Regions from separate parts of the Lactuca sativa genome. Here region 1 is linked to region 2. The links are chromatin contacts, called in public Hi-C maps. All regions are on one chromosome and are shown on one strand. Each heading gives the region's core, a stretch centred on a gene start, on an enhancer-like site or on the middle of the called end of the contact. The rest is flanking DNA. Distances are from core to core; before and after follow the strand shown. Region 1 holds the start of LOC111904209 (photosystem I subunit O). Region 2 holds the start of LOC111904211.

The links. A called contact is a pair of places that touch in the nucleus more often than the background predicts.
Region 1: a contact with region 2 is called in a Hi-C map of leaf, with 7 times the contacts expected there. The contact joins the promoter of LOC111904209 here to the promoter of LOC111904211 in region 2. A contact is called at or near these places in 2 of 4 Hi-C or Micro-C datasets (leaf and seed).

What each region holds. Positions count from the first base shown.
Region 1 is chr7:154,530,235-154,535,373 of Lsat_Salinas_v11, forward strand. LOC111904209 (photosystem I subunit O) reads left to right here and starts at 3,770. Exons shown (of 4, transcript XM_023899987.1): 1 at 3,770-3,948; 2 at 4,305-4,377; 3 at 4,518-4,697. The coding sequence starts at 3,780.
Region 2 is chr7:154,383,591-154,388,519 of Lsat_Salinas_v11, forward strand. It overlaps LOC111904211, which reads right to left and starts at 2,985. Exons shown (of 3, transcript XM_023899988.3): 1 at 2,227-2,985; 2 at 1,057-1,404; 3 at 1-302. The coding sequence starts at 2,670.

The DNA.
Region 1 (5,139 bases), core at 2,520-5,019, 150 kb after region 2:
TCATTGTCATGGCCCGAGTTGTAGCCAGAATCTCCTGGAGGGGGAGCGTGAGTTTGCGTATAGATCTATACTGGATTGACTATCCTACACCTTGCTGCTAGCTACAGCCGAACCTGCAGGTCTGCGGGTGCCAAACGTCATACCTTTTTACGACTTACAATGTCGTGCTTTCCGTCGATAGTATGGTATAATTAATCACATAATACCTTGATATAAATCCGGTTTAACGTAGTTAGTACAACAGTAGTTCCTATGATACAACACTACAGTACTACATTAATTTACCCTTTACATTTATTTAGTGATCATTTCACTTAAACATTAATGTACAAACTATATTTTGATAATTATAGTTACACTTGGGAAAATTACACACTTTTACAAGAAACAAACATACAAAACAGTTGTGCCTTAGTAGAAGGCAACTTTTACTATAAAATATAGGATTTTCTAGGAGTTACAAACTTTTACAAACACTTACAAACATTCAGATACTTTTATTACGAACGTTTACAAACTCATACTTCAAACAACAGTTCAAACATTTTGATACAACCATAGACACTAAATACTTATGAACTCACCAGCTTTAATGCTGATAAATTCTTTCAAAATAACTTGTATTCTCAGGTCATCAGTAGACAGGTACCGATGCCAGCTTTTGAGAAGATAGAGCGCATACAAGACTCCTCTTATATTTTGATTCATATTTTGGTGTCTTATATACTACAGAACACACTTGTATTAAAATTATTTATTTAATGCAATGGATGATGTTGTTTACTTGTTTACTATTATACTGTGTTGTGATACTGTACATGACGTCCTCCGCCCCAGAACGTTTCCGTCGTTCTCGGTTTTGGGGTGTGACAGAGATGAGTGTGAAACCCCTAATTTTCAGGGTTTGTACCCTATTTAAAGTAACTTAAGCCTTCATTTCCGCCTCCCTTATCCTCTTGACCCTCTGTGAGAAAACCTAATCGAGTTGTATTCATTTGTGTATGTGTGTGTGTCTGTGAGAGAGAGAGAGAGAGAGAGAGAGATACAGATAGATAGATAGATAGAGAGAGAGAGAGAGAAAGGCTAAGATTATATTTTCTAGTGCATTTTTGGAAGGGGATTGAAGAGCAAAAGGAATGGAATGAGAATAAGCCATTGCATCCGGGTATCTATCAGTACTAGCTACTATTTGGAGGTAAAAAGCTATCACCTTGATCATTGTTTGGTTAGATCTCTTTATTAGGATTTTATGGTCATTTCAATCTTTTATTTGGGTCCTTAAGTTGTTTGAGCTTGCCATGAAATTGTGACTTCAGATCTAGACAATGTGAGGTCCCTTGGGCCTGAAGACTCGAGCTTTATCAAGCTATTAGCCAACTTTCATGCATTAAACCCTCTATAGAGCATATTTTGGCATTTTGAGACCTAGATGCCATGCATGGACGTAAAGCTTGCAACTTTACGCGATACTTCAGCCTTAGAAGGAAAAATCTAGAGTACGAGGCCTTAGCTCTGCTTAAAAACGTTTGAATGAGAGAATAACTGAAGGGACTCGACGAGTTAATGAGCCAACTCGACGGGTTGGCTAGGGTTTTCCCTAACAGTCCGGAAGCGTTACAACTCGACGAGTTGGTGAGACAACTCGACGAGTTGAGTTGTATTTTCCCGATACTTCAGAGAAAACGAAGGAACTCAACGAGTCATATAGATGCACTCGACGATTTGGGTCAACATGGACCATTGACTTGAGTGTTGCCTTCCGTTGAGTTTTAGGGTTTGGTCAAGACATGAATTGTGAAGATCATGGAGGGGTAAAATAGTTTTTCACCCTTTCCGAGAGTGAAGAAAAGGGTTAGCCTAACTTCTTAGATTTGTGATTATAAGTGTTAATTTGAGATGATTATATTATGTAGGCGGAGTCTAGACTGCCCGTGGGTACTAGATCTACTTGCTTACTTACGAGGTGAGTCTTCTCACTATACTTACCTGATCGGTAATACTGTATGACCGAAGGATCTTATTTGAGTTATCGACCGGAGGGTCTTATGTGCTTATACTGAGTTATGTGATATTACACATTTTGTCTTTGTGATTTATGCTATGTATTATTCTGTGCCTTTCTGAGTTAGGACCGGAGGGTCCAAACCGAGTTGTGAGACCGGAGTGTCGTCACTGAGATACAGGACCGGAGGGTCCAACCCGAGCTGTGAGACTGGAGGGTCTTCACCGAGACACATGACCGGAGGGTCCATACCGAGCCGTGAGACCGGAGGGTCCTCACTGAGACGCATGACCGGAGGGTCCATGTCGAGCTATAGTCATGAAAGGTTTATTATTTGTGTATTTGGTATTTTGGGGAACTCACGAAGCTTCGTGTTTGTCGTGTTATGTAATACGTACGTGTTTCAGGAACTTCTTAGGATCGCGGGAACACACCGATTTGATTGTACACATCTGTTCGAGATTATGTTTGAGGATTCTGGGATATTATCAGTCATTTTGTTTATTTGTGTTTTTTATAACTGATGCATTTGTGGTTTTTGAGAAATGTGATATTGAGTTTTATATGGTTTAAAAATGAAAATTTTTGTTTGAAAATTTAGAGTGTTACACACCTTTATGCATTTAACAAGTTCAAGGAGCTCAGATCTATCTATTCTAGTCTCTGGAGTTGCTCAACTCACAAAAGAATGTCTAAAAGCCAAAAAGGGATTCCATAACAAAACCCTAGCTCAAAATAATGAAAAGGATGACAAGATTATGACTTTATACCTCCAAAATTTCCTCAAGATGTTCTAGATGCAAGATCTATAAGCTCAATGACACCCAAAGCTTGAATACCACCTTCTCCTCCTTGAATGATCTCTAAAATGGCCACCAACACACCTTCTAAGCTTAAGAACCACACTCACAAGGAAATATGAGGTTAAGGGACGACATAAGGCTATAGAGACTGGTTACGATTTAGTCCCAATGACTTAAGGATGCTTAAATAGGTGTCAAGTCCAAAAATTAGGGTTTTGACCATCAGTCACGTACGCCCTGCATACCCCATGGTACGCCCAGCGTACATGCTAACCCTCCGCGAGCAGCCATCCTTAGTACGTTAAGCGTACTCCTGGAGTACGCCCAACGTACTAAGGGACCATTATGCACTAATTTATATTTCAATAATATAAAGGGGGTATTACCTGATTTGGAGTATTACACTTAACATCATCGTTTTATACTTTTATTCATACTTTTTATTATTTATTTTATATATTTCTTATTTTATAATTAAATAATATCATATAAAATTAAAACAATATATTAATCACAAATTCTAAATTCCAAATTATATTAAGTTAAATATTAGAATATTAAAAACTTTGAATCTAAGTTGAAAATAATATATAAGAAAATAATAGTTAAATAAAAATTAGTATACTAAAAATAAAAGTAAAATATTAAACTATACAAAAATAATAAATAATAATTTTTTATGTAATTTTTTATTGAAAGACAATACAACCTTTTCATATTTGAAATTATTATATTAAACTAATGCTTTTCTTTTTAACTTAATCAATTTATATTTAAGTTCTAAATTTTTTTTATATATAAATTTTCAAAAAGTATACATCATCAGTTATTTAAGAGACAAATCCATTTTATCCACCACGTGGCAAGGTGTAGATCTGTATTATCCACAGAACATCTACGTGGCGAGATGCTATTGAACATCTAATAACCCATGCAATCCAGAACCACTTGGATTTATCCTTCCGCTACACCATATGATCAAAACTCCTAAACAACCCACCACCATTATCCATCCCTTCAATCGTTCTGATCAGAGAGAAGCAGTACCTATGGCCGCTGCAACCTCAACCGTCGTGGGCTTGGCCACCTCCTCCCTCTCTTCGCCGTCGTCACTCAACCGCAGACAAACCACCTTAAATTCAGGTCAACGTCCACCACCTCTTCATCATAACGATAAATTGCAAGATTTATACACTGCATACTCATACTCTGATCAGTTTCTGTTAATAATATCGATCTACATTCAATTCTTTCGAAGCAAATAAGACTTTAGCGACTTATAATGTCAGGCATACTTATAAGAGGATCTGATGGTCTATAATGTAGTAATTATCAACTTATGATGTATATATGTTTTCTGATAGAAAATATAAATCCAAGTTATATTTTATTAACTATGGGTAATCAAACTGGTAAACTTATAGTTTCTTTATAAAATGTCCTTTGTCAAATACTTATCAATTAAATTTATTAATAATTGAATTTGTGTTTGTTTTCAGCCTTTTTGAGGTCTACAACAACAACAAGGAACCCTTTGAGGGTTTCACATGCTTCAGGTGGCAAATATACATGGTAAATAAATCTCCAAGTAATTTAAATATACAATATCAAAATTCAAGTGAATTAATATATAACTTATATAAGTTGTATAACATTACATATATATTTGTGTTGATTTGTTTTGTTAATATAATGATATTAAACATTGTTAGCTTTGAAAGAGACTGGCTACGTAGAGACTTGAATGTGATAGGATTTGGGTTGATCGGATGGCTCGCACCATCAAGCATACCAGCAATCAACGGTGACAGTTTGACAGGACTCTTCTTTGGAAGCATTGGAACTGAGCTCGCTCACTTCCCCACTCCTCCGGCTCTCACTTCACCATTTTGGTTAGTTTAAAACAAAAACTATTTAAAATATGTGTCTATGTCTTGGATAAAACTTATATTATATAACCATTTGGTGTTAAATACTACTTACAAGCTTTTAATGGTTAAGATATATAAAGTAGGATTTTGATTCTTTCTTATAAAAAATGACAATTAATATTATAAATATTGATTAAAAAGGCTATTATTATAATTATAATTATAATAGTATATTTGTGGATTTGGGATGTTGTAGTCATTAAAAGATATATTTGATCAGTGATTTCACGGCCATTATATAATAATAATAACTCAAATAACCCACTTATTCATAAAATGGATCATAATGGTCATCTTTTAGCTTGTGTTTATGTAATTCTAAAAGTCATTATAATTCTTTTTCTTTAGAAAAGCATCATGTGTAAATACATATTATTTGACAATAGGATCTGTGTTAAATATT
Region 2 (4,929 bases), core at 1,735-4,234:
TCAACGGATCGATAATCTTCCATGAATGAGTTAATGGTGGTTTCCCAATAAACAGCATCACCACCATTGGTTTGGATTCGGGTCAAATGGGAATCTTCCATGTGAATGATTAAACCCGTTTTTTGACTGAAATACCCAAAAAGGACATGTCGTATGATCTCGGCTGGACCTTCACTTCTTGCTTTTAGTGTTTTTGGATCCGCGGATAATTTCAGGATGAAGCAATCTTCACCGTTGATTTTTTTCTCTCCTATGCATTTTGCATCCACAAACATATTTGCAGTTGTTCTTGGATCAAGACCCTGCATTTATCAAAAATCCCAAAAATGTCTTTTTTAAAAAGCCAATTCACCACTTTAAATATGCTATTTTTCGTTAAAAAAAATCAAATAAGTAATATTTTGTTATTTTTCCAATCAAACAGAAAAGTTTCTTACATTTTTTCCATATAAACCAAGTTTCACTGAAAATTTTGCTTATGTGGCATTTAAATTAAAATGAGTAATATTTTGATGAATTATGTGAAAAAAAAAATAATAGCAGTGGTTACACCACAAAATTGGGCAAAATATAATTTGGGTTTTATGCAGAAAAATCCCATAATTTTGAGAAAATAAATTTGATAAAGTCCTACAGATTATTTAATTTTGCACGATAATATGTCATTTCCTGTTAAGTAAAAATAAGGATTTTTCGTTAATTTGGGCAGAATATTAACTAATTGAGACTTTTCTGTTAAATTTTTTTTTTACAACTTTATCAAAATCTTTCCCAAAATAATGGGACTTTTCTGTATAAAAACAAATATAATTTTGTTCTTTTGTAAATTGTTTTAATTATAACCGACAAGTCGTTTTCATTACTTTTTTTTTAAATATCACTTAAGCAAAATTACAGATCAAATTCAAAGCTAATATAACATGTCAAAATGGTAAATTTGGAAAAACATCTCAAACTTTTATGATTTGACTGAAAAAACAAAATCAAATTTAGCGGTTTTAATTTATCGTAAATTTGTGGTAAAAAATTTATTTAAAAATAAAATAAAACGATTACCTGAAGAGCACGGCGGAGGGGTCTAACCGGGCCTTTGGCGGTGTGAGCACCGAGCCATGGTGTATGCCGCCAGACAAGCTTCCCGTTGCAGCCAGCATGAACCTTGCTGCCACCAACAGCAAGCTCAACATACCACATATCAGGATTCATCTGCCATAATACAAATCCACCAGATTCAGCAGATTTTGCAGAATGTTTGTTCTTCATCACCCTTGATGCAGTTTCAAATTCAGATGCCACCATCTTCACTTTCCCCATTGCATAAGCGTTTTTAATGGAGTTTTGAAGCTTTTGGCCTCCGGATGCTGCTGTGTATTGTTGCAGTATGTATTGAGCAGATGAACTTTCCTATAATAACAAGAAAATTAATGTGATTACTAATTAGATATTTAAATTTGATGAAGTCGAGAGGAATGAATGATGATGTTTCTTCCGTAATTCTTGGGAGGGAACAATCTTGAATGGAATAAACGGGATTTTTACGAAACTTGATGAGCTAGAAATAAAATAATATTTCTTGGGTACACAAAATAGTCAACTCTCGATTTTTGAATATTGGGATATTTTGCGATTTGAATTCGAATTTGTAATGAGTGACGTTGGGCTTATTGCTTTGAAATGATTAATTTAGGTTAAGAATTGAGAGGATGAACAGTGGATCGGTATTACCCTTTTTGCTGAATCAAGAATGAAATCGAGTTTCATGTGAAGATCTATTTTGGGTTTTGGAAATCATTGCGCTGAATTTTGGGTTTGTACGACAAAGGGGTAAGAAGATACAGATCTTGGAAAACGAAGGAAGTTCTAAATCGAAAAGGTCTTGAAACAATCGAGCAATGATTGAAGGTTTTAGAGGTTTTAATTTCAATTTAATTAACTTGGTTTTATTCCGGGAAGTATTTAAATCACGCAACCGTGGAGGGCGGAGCATTTGTGTGGCCCTACCAAACACCCACCGGAAAACCCTTTACAGATTCGTAAACAAACTTTCTGCAGGGTCATGTTACCCTGTTTATAATAAACCTTGTTTTCGGGTGTAATTTGGAACTTCAGGTGTAGAACTGTTCATTACAACAGCTTGACAACGACAATGGCGGAAAATGATGTTAGCGCTAGTAGAAAAGTGACCCTAAAGTCACATGAAAAAGATATTGAAAAAGGAACACTTACAATAGGAGTATCCTTAATGCTAAGGTGAGGCAGAGGGTCACTGGAACTAACGTTCACCGGAGCAAGCGGCGCACCCATAACTCCGAGCAAAAGTCTCAGATCAGACCTCTGTTTGTACGCCATAGAAGACGTCATGGAAGGAGCCCTAGATAAATGCCCCTTCATCCATTGCCCGATACCCGACCCGGGACGCTTGGTCTCCCCGAGGTCTGAGGCGGCCGGATCGGGGCCTTCAATCAACGGCGCCAGCGTTTCACCACTCAAACTCCCGGATCTTATAACCACCGGCTCCGGTTTCTGCAACTGTTTAGGTTTCAGTCGAAGAAACCCCGTCATTGGCGAGCTACTACTCCTCGCCGGACTCTTGCCACGTGACCTCGCCGGCGATAAACCACGGACTACTTCGTCTCTTAAAGCAGAGAAAAAACCTTGTTTCCTTTCCATTTTTTGTCAAAACAACAAAACGAACAGTCCTGATTCTTACTTTAGAAAGATGTACAGCAAGAAGGAGGTATTAAATGGAATCTAGAGAGAGAAATGGTGAACCATTTTAATGGGGTTTTGAGTGTGAATTTGCAGAGACGAAATGGGTGAAATAACTGTAAAATTTGTTGGGATTTTGGTTTGTTTGTATTGCTAATTCCACTGTTGAACTGCGAGAAGAATGGTGCTTTTTTCACAGAGGAGGGGTTATAGGGAAGATAGGGAAGTTATACTGTACGACACTCCCTATGGAAAGTATGGTAGGCTGTACTGTAGTGGACAGTGGAGAGTCAAGATCACCTGTGGCGCGTCATATAGTAGGAAACGAAAGGGTGAAAAGACTATTGTTGGGAAACGCCGCGGCGCGTGAATTCAACCCAACGTTTTTGATTAGAAGATTTTTATGTTTTTTTTAAATATATGTTTTTCTTATACAACCTTTTTATTATTAAATTTTCGCCATCAAAAATTAAAAATATAATATAATTTAAGATACAAAAACTCCAATATTCACATATAATATTTATAAGGTAAAAAAAACAAACAAACCCTCAACATAGTTTATTAAAAAAAAAACACTACAAATTAAACTTTAACATTGTTTATCACAAAAGGAAAAATAAAACATCACAATTAGTTTGAATTTAAACCGGTAATAAATCCTTCCCTGTAAAAAAATAAAATAATAAAAAAAATAACCACAACAAATACCATAAAAATATTTTGTTAAACTACCTTGACATAGACGGACATCGTTTTCGGTATGGATATTAAAGAAAAAATAAATATCAATCTTTGTGGAATTTGTAGGCAACCGAGTCTACAAATTCCACAAAGATTGACATTTATTCTTTCTTTAATATTCATACCGAAAACGATGTCCGTCTATGCCAATGTACTTTAAAAAAATATTTTTATGGTATTTGTTGTGGTTATTTCCTCTTTTTTTTACCGGTAACCATTTGTTACCAGTTCAAATTCAAGCTAATTGTGATTTTTTTTTTTTTTTTTTTGTAATAAACAATGTTGGAGTTTATTTTGTGGTGTTTTTTTAACAAACAATGTTGAGGTTTTGTTTGTTTTTTTACCTTAAAAATATTGCATGTGAATGTTGGAGTTTTTTGCACCTTAAAATATATTGTATTTTTAATATTTGATGGCGAAAATTTGATGGTAAAAAGGTTGTATAAGAAAAACATATATTTAAAAAAGGGAAAAAAACAGAAAAAAAAGATTAAAAAAAACTATTATTAAAAAAAAATAGTAAAAAAAAGGTTAGAAAGCTAAAATAAAAGTTGTCATTTAAAAAAATATATATATAAAAACAATAAAAAGGTGAATAAAAGAGAAAAAAAAATAAGATTTAAAAAAAAAAAACTAAAAAGAAAACTAAAAAGTAAAGAAAATAAGAAAAATACCATTTTGGTAAATATTTTCGAAAGAACACTAAAATGGTAAATATTTTTTTCAACTACCCTATTATGGTTAAAAACTCAAAAAACATGACAGGAGATACAAAAACAAGAGAAGAAAAAAAGACCGAAAAAAGGGGTAAATTTAAATCTTGCAATAGCATTCTAAAATTGGATCACAACTTAATTCTATTCATCTTAATTGTAGACATTTCAATTTAATACACTAATCCATAAGTATGAGAGGGATTGAACCTCTTGAGTCAACATCAAATGCGACTTCAACTTTGACGATTAGGCTTTAAGGTTTCTGTAGCTCCAGACCACCCAAATGAACACCAACATTATGGCTTCGTGAATCGGTGACAATCTTTGGTGACCACCTAGCTTTGATCTACATTTAAGCAACTCATGCACCGAAACAGAGGGGTATTCTAACAAATGCCACCAACTGCACACTTGTTGCCAGATGTCTATCAACGTTGGGCACTCGACAAAAATATGGTCCATCATTTTTGGGGATTCGTTGCATGTCCTACAAATGCTCATTGACCCAGTACCGAGTTTGTTGAGATTTTCCATAGATGGTAGCTTACCATGACAGATTCTTCAGGCCAAAATATCCATTTTCTCAGGTACAAGAGGATTCCAATACCAACTAGCAACCGATTGTAGGTGGATCGACTTGTCAATGAGATTTATGAGTATCGACTTGACCATTTAACTTATTAAATGTGTTCATACATCATGAACACATTTAACAAGTTAAATGGTTAAATGTATACAAAAACAGAAAATTGTCTAAATA